2 separate regions of the Mus musculus genome follow, and region 1 is linked to region 2. Evidence: chromatin contacts called from public Hi-C data. All regions are on one chromosome and are shown on one strand. Each heading gives the region's core, a stretch centred on a gene start, on an enhancer-like site or on the middle of the called end of the contact. The rest is flanking DNA. Distances are from core to core; before and after follow the strand shown. Region 1 holds the start of Rnf181 (ring finger protein 181). Region 2 overlaps Polr1a (polymerase (RNA) I polypeptide A).

Region 1 (2,700 bases), core at 163-2,662, 430 kb after region 2:
TTCACCCCAGTCCATTACCAAAAAAAAAAAAAAAAAAAAAGCCGCTTAGGAACTGGCGGGAACTGGTGTTGGGGCCGGGAAGGGATGGACCGAGTACCTTACTTAGCCAGGGCAGAATGCAGTTGGAATGGAAGAGATGATGGCAGGGCATCTCAATCACAGTCTCCTCCGCCTCAAATTCCAAAAGGCACACGGGGCACTTGAGATCTTGAAGAGGAAGTGTCGATCAGGAGAGCAGTTAAGGCCCAACCCAACCTCCCACTCAGACACAGGCTTGGCCTAGAACACTAACAGGCCAGATTGTTGGTGGCTAGGGGGAGTCGGCAGGCAGGCAGGTCTGGCTTATCTGCCCTAAACAGAAAAAAAAAACAAAAAAGGCCTTGTGTCCTCACCAGCCTTGGCGCTACTGATGACTGTTCTAGGGAGGCTCTCCACCACAGCCTTGGCAGCTGGTGGGGGAAGGTGGTGTTCCCAATCTACCAATCCCAGGTCCTCAAAGTCCATCCTATTAAAGAGTGATCTGAGGGAGAAAGTATAAATCAGAACTAAGGAAATCATCTAGTTCCGGCCCCCATAATCCACTGGGAAATACCTGTCCTGGCTAAAATAGTAATAATAACGAATAGTGCACAAGAGCTCCTCAGTAGGGTGGGAGCCAGAGGTGGTGGCCCATGCATTTAGTCACAACACTTGGGAGGCTGTGAGTTCGAGGCCAGTCAGGGATACATAGTGAGATTGTCTCTAAGCAAAACACACACACACGAAACAAACCCACCAGCACAGCTCTCAATCAACCCCGGCTCGCTTTTCCCTTTTTCTTTCTACCTCCCAAGTAGTTGGATTAAAGGTGTGCACTATCACTCCAGGCAACTTTCCCATTTTACTAGAAATAGCAGTCTCAAAGAAGTCGTTCAGGAATAAGCCAAAGTTGATTCCAGGACAGCAGTGAGTTTCTCTCCTTGCTTATTACTAGCAAAACACTACCCAGTTTACACACTTGGGCACAGGCCGTGTCCGCCCCCATGACAATCTTGTCCCGTGCCTCCCTTTGCTACACCCACCCTTTCTATCTTCGTCTTTCCCACGATCCCCTGGCGGGCCCTACTCATTAATAGCCCAAATTAACGACTCCGACTCGACTAATCGCGTCGCCCTGACTAACATTATTTACCCCACCTCCCAGGTTAACCCGCCCTCTCCGCCAAACCCCAACCCAGAAACCTGCCGCCCGGGGCCCAGCTCCAAGCCCCGCGCACTCTTCTCGCGAGTTCCAGCAACATATTGTTGCGGGCCTCACGCTCAGGGTTCAACGGCTCGCAGTCGTGCTCATCAAAATAAGACGCCATGGCTCCTGGGCTGCCGGGCTTGTCTGACACAGCTTTAGGTTGCCGCTGGAGAGCCGAATCCAGCGCTGGCCAATAAGCGATCGAATTTCAAGAGGAGAGCCAATCAGAGTGCTCCTGGGGTGGGCATAGTGACTCGCACACAGAGGCGGAAGTACCGATGCAGCCGCCTCTCGTTGGTTGGATAAGTCAGGTGACCAAAGACTAAAGCCAATGGGGTTGGAGAAAGAGGAAATTCCGGGGACTTTTCGGAGCCAGGATCTGAGGGCTCTCGCCGGTTTCTAGAAGTGCCAGTCCAAGCCGGAAGTATCTCTACTGTGTCTCCTTGGCTGAGTTTACCTGCATGTTCCACCTACTCCCTGAAAGGAAAATTCCCACGCATTGATTATGTTTTATGCATAAAAATGGGTGAAGGGCCTGGAGAGATGGCTCAGCGCACCCAAGTTTTAGTCCCAGCACCCACTGGATGGCGCACAACACTATTTCCAGAGGGTCTGATGCTCTGCGGGCACCAGGCAAATAAGTGACAGACAGACAGACATGCAGCAAGACACCCACTCGTATTATAAATAAATAAAGCAATCGATGGTGCATGTCTTTAAGTCTGGCACTCAGGAGGCAGAGCCAGGTGTTTTTCTGTGAGTGGGAGGCCAGCCAAGGCTAAAAAGTTGAGACCTTGTCTCAATCAATAAAAATAAAAATTAAAACAAATAAATATAAACAATAAAAGAAGGAAAATAGACAAAACCATGCATGATTAGGAGTTCAACTTGGGCAGTTTACTGTAATTCCAGCTCCAGGTAATGCCTCTTTGCTCCTCCTCCCCGGTACCTACATTCACCTGACAAAGCACACATAGTTATAAAATAAATTTTTTTGAAATTTTTGAAAAGGGGGGGAGTGACCGCCAGAGGATTGCAAACTTAAGACCAGCGTGGGCTACATAGTAAAATCCTGTCTTTAAAAAAATTCAAAGGAGAGGCATATTCAGGAAAAGAGCATTCCATAAATACCTGATTGTAATTGTCTAGTACTGTAGTGCGGCACCTCAGAGGGGCCTTAGAGTTCATGCTGAGCATCTGCTCTACCACTGACCTGGGTCTCAGAAGTAGCTTGCCCAAAGTGAGTGCTGCTGACCCACCTAGCAGGGCAAAGTGCTATCCCCCCATCTTTCTCAGAAGAGGAAGATGATAATAAACCCAAGGAAGGTAACAAGTGCTTAGAGCTCTCAAGGTGGCATACACCCATCGTCTCAGAATTTAAGAGGCCACTGGGCTTTTAGGGAAACACTGCCTCTAACAAACAAACAAACAAACAAACAGTATTGTCTTAAGCCCTGTATGTTTGTTATCTTTTT
Region 2 (2,700 bases), core at 8-2,507:
GAGCAGTTGGGAATTTGGGGTGAGGGGATCCCTTGCAGGTTTTGTGTCTACACTTGTTTCTTGTCTGTAGTTAATGGAGTTCTTTAGTCCTGAGAAGGAGGCAGATTTCAGAGCCTTTACACTGAGGAAATAGGCAGTAAGCAGGTAAGAGTAAATTGAAGAGTAAATCAGAAATGGCCTGCTGCTCTTGGAGTATAAAGATAAGTCAGAGGTGTATCGGGATGCTTCCTCACATGGCCTGATGACTGCTGTGGACTCAGGTGGGGACAGGCAAAGGGTGGTGGGACAGGAGCTCCACTGAGGGAGCGCGCCCAGCCGCAGTGTGCTAGGCACTTCTCGTGAAGCCAGTGAGAGTTCTTCAGGAGCGGTGAGGGTGAGTGCTCGGGGCTCAGTTCTTCATCTTCCAACTTGGGCCCGAATCCTCAGCAAGTTCAGAAGGCCACCGATCACCTCTCACCGCAGCTGGTCAGCTGGCTCCATCTCCTCTTGGGGTTTGCAGATGTTGTTTCTCTGCCTTCCTTGTGACGCTGGAGCTGAATCCTGCTGCTCCTTCAAGTCTCAGGCCAGCCCTCTTTCCCTAGGGTCAGAGTAACTATTTCAGCCTTAATTGGTCTTGAGCTCTTACTATATAGTGTGAAAGCCAGTGTAGACAAATGGATGTGCATCCAAAAATATTTACAAAACCAGGTAGCCAGGCTGCAGACCGTATTTTACTACTCCTGAAAAGCGTGTGTTCCCCAGCACACGTAGTGTACCCTCCCTCATCCTACCCTTGCTTCTTGCTCTCACCACATGGTGCATCCCTATGTATGCACCCATCTCTCTGTTTGAGTTCCCCATTCCTGTGCAAAGACAGAAAACACAAGGGGTCCTTCCATCAGGTCCTAGGACTCAGAATGTCACATTGTCAATAATGTTATGTACATAGAGGACGCTTTGACATAGGCATGCATGCACTTCTAAGGGCTGGGAGAGGTGAACGGGAAGGAAACTAAAGATGAACTTACAGGTTAGGTCGGGGGGAAGGGTTGGCAGAAAGGTTATTGTAGTTTCTCTGTGATGGGGGTAACCACTGCCCTTTCCCCTGAGGCTCAACAAGAAGGAAGTGTTCAGGATAACCTAGGCTTGTTTCTCTGCCTGGCTGCCTGAGCAGCCTCTGGCCCCACGCCTGCCCCTGCAAACTCTTAACCCGGGCACTGGGGCACACTAATTTTCACCACAGTATTTATTTAGTGACAAGAGAAAGGAAAGGCCTTGGGTTTGGGTTGGCAAGGGGAGATTTCTGTTTGGATTGGCAAGTGCCTGGCAGACTGGCCTACATCTCTTCCCAGCTGCAGTGAATTTGCTTACAATGGATTCACTAGTCTCAGATTCTAGGCCCAACCTGGGCTCTTGGGACTGAGCCACAGATCTGGGCAACTTTTCCCTTGAGACACTGAGGAAAGAAAACCTCAGGCTGTGTGACGCACAGAGCAGCCAGTGCCCTGGGCAGCTGCTCAGAGGACTCCTCAGAGTTCAGGTCTCCTTGGAAACATGCAGGACTCGCCTGTGGGGGCAGGAAGGTTGGAATTCCTCAGGCAGCCAAAATACAGACTGCTTATCTTAGGGCTGCTACCCTGCTCCAGCCAAGGGAACTTTGAGGAGAACTGACAAGGACTGTGGGGGGAGGGGGGCATGTCTTCACAGCCCAGCTGACAGGCTTACCCTGGTCAGCTTCCCAGTGTGCCCTCACAGGTGGGCCACAGAAGGCTTCAAGACCTGTTTCCTCCTGCTTCTTAACTCTGTGACACAGATGGGACTAGAAAGAGAGGTGATTACCTCTGGGTCCATATCCTCTGGGCCCCTTACCTTTATGCAGTTTTTGTTGTTTTTGGGTTTTTTTGGGTTTTTTTGTTTTTTTTAATATGTCCTTGTGGTGTGTAACGTCAGCTTTGAGGAAAAGCTGTTCTGTCAAAGGAGCCGACAGGCTGGGTTTAAAAGGGCAAAGTGGGATCAGTGTTTGTCTTAAAAGGGAAAATTTCTTGTAAAAGGGAAAATTTCTTGTGCTCTTTTTATTCTTTAAAATTTGTATCTTCTGGTTTTCGCCCATCAATGAGCATACGACTTATGCAGTTTTTTGTTTTGTTTTATTTTGCTTTCTTACTGCATTTCTTTATTTGGGAAGAAGTCAGGGATCCACATGCCAAGGCATGTGTGTGGAATTCAGAGACACTTGTCTCCTCCTTCCATCATGTGTTCTCTCCTTCTGTCACGTGGGTCCCAGCGATCAAAGTCAGGTGTCAGGCTTGGTAGAAAGTGCCTTTACCCACCGAGTCATCTCTGGCTGGCAGAGGCAGGAGGATCATAAGTTTGAGACCAACTTTGACAACACAACAAGACAGTATTTACTAAAATGTTTATGCAGAAGTAATATGTGTTTTAATATGAACAATACTAAGATCTGGGGCGGTTAAGATGTGTTACTCAGTGCCTCAACGCCTTTTCTTTTAAGTCCACACCCCAGAGGCCTAGCAGTGAGTACCCACACGCCTTTTCCTATGTGCAGCTGCCCTAGATGTAGTTGATTTCCAGTCGTTGCATCCTGCTTCCTTACTGGGATTTTGATTTTGTTGGTTCTTTTAGCATCACACTGAGACTGGCATTGACCTAACCTAACCTCTATAATCACTGTAGCATTCTGTAATGTGTATACACTGGAAT

What was found. Hi-C and Micro-C count contacts between places; a contact is called where the count stands out from the background.
Region 1: a Hi-C map of Sertoli cells shows a contact between it and region 2, with 7 times the contacts expected there. The contact joins the promoter of Rnf181 here to the enhancer-like site in region 2. A contact is called at or near these places in 4 of 39 promoter capture datasets (the 3T3-L1 cell line, the C10 cell line, cranial neural crest and 1 more), 1 of 484 Hi-C or Micro-C datasets (Sertoli cells) and 3 of 9 other capture datasets (adipose tissue, liver and pancreatic islet).

What each region holds. Positions count from the first base shown.
Region 1 is chr6:72,361,020-72,363,719 of GRCm38.p6, forward strand. It overlaps Rnf181 (ring finger protein 181), which reads right to left and starts at 1,413. Exons shown (of 5, transcript NM_025607.4): 1 at 1,222-1,413; 2 at 393-520; 3 at 98-207. The coding sequence starts at 1,346.
Region 2 is chr6:71,932,849-71,935,548 of GRCm38.p6, forward strand. All of the region lies in intron 12 of Polr1a (polymerase (RNA) I polypeptide A), which reads left to right. Among named protein-coding and RNA genes, the nearest start is that of Polr1a, 25 kb to the left of the region's middle. Within about 2 kb of position 1,258, at least 131 of the 459 cell types and tissues checked have an H3K27ac peak or open chromatin away from gene starts, as enhancers often do. A contact at or near this core is called in Sertoli cells, adipose tissue and liver, where this site is marked.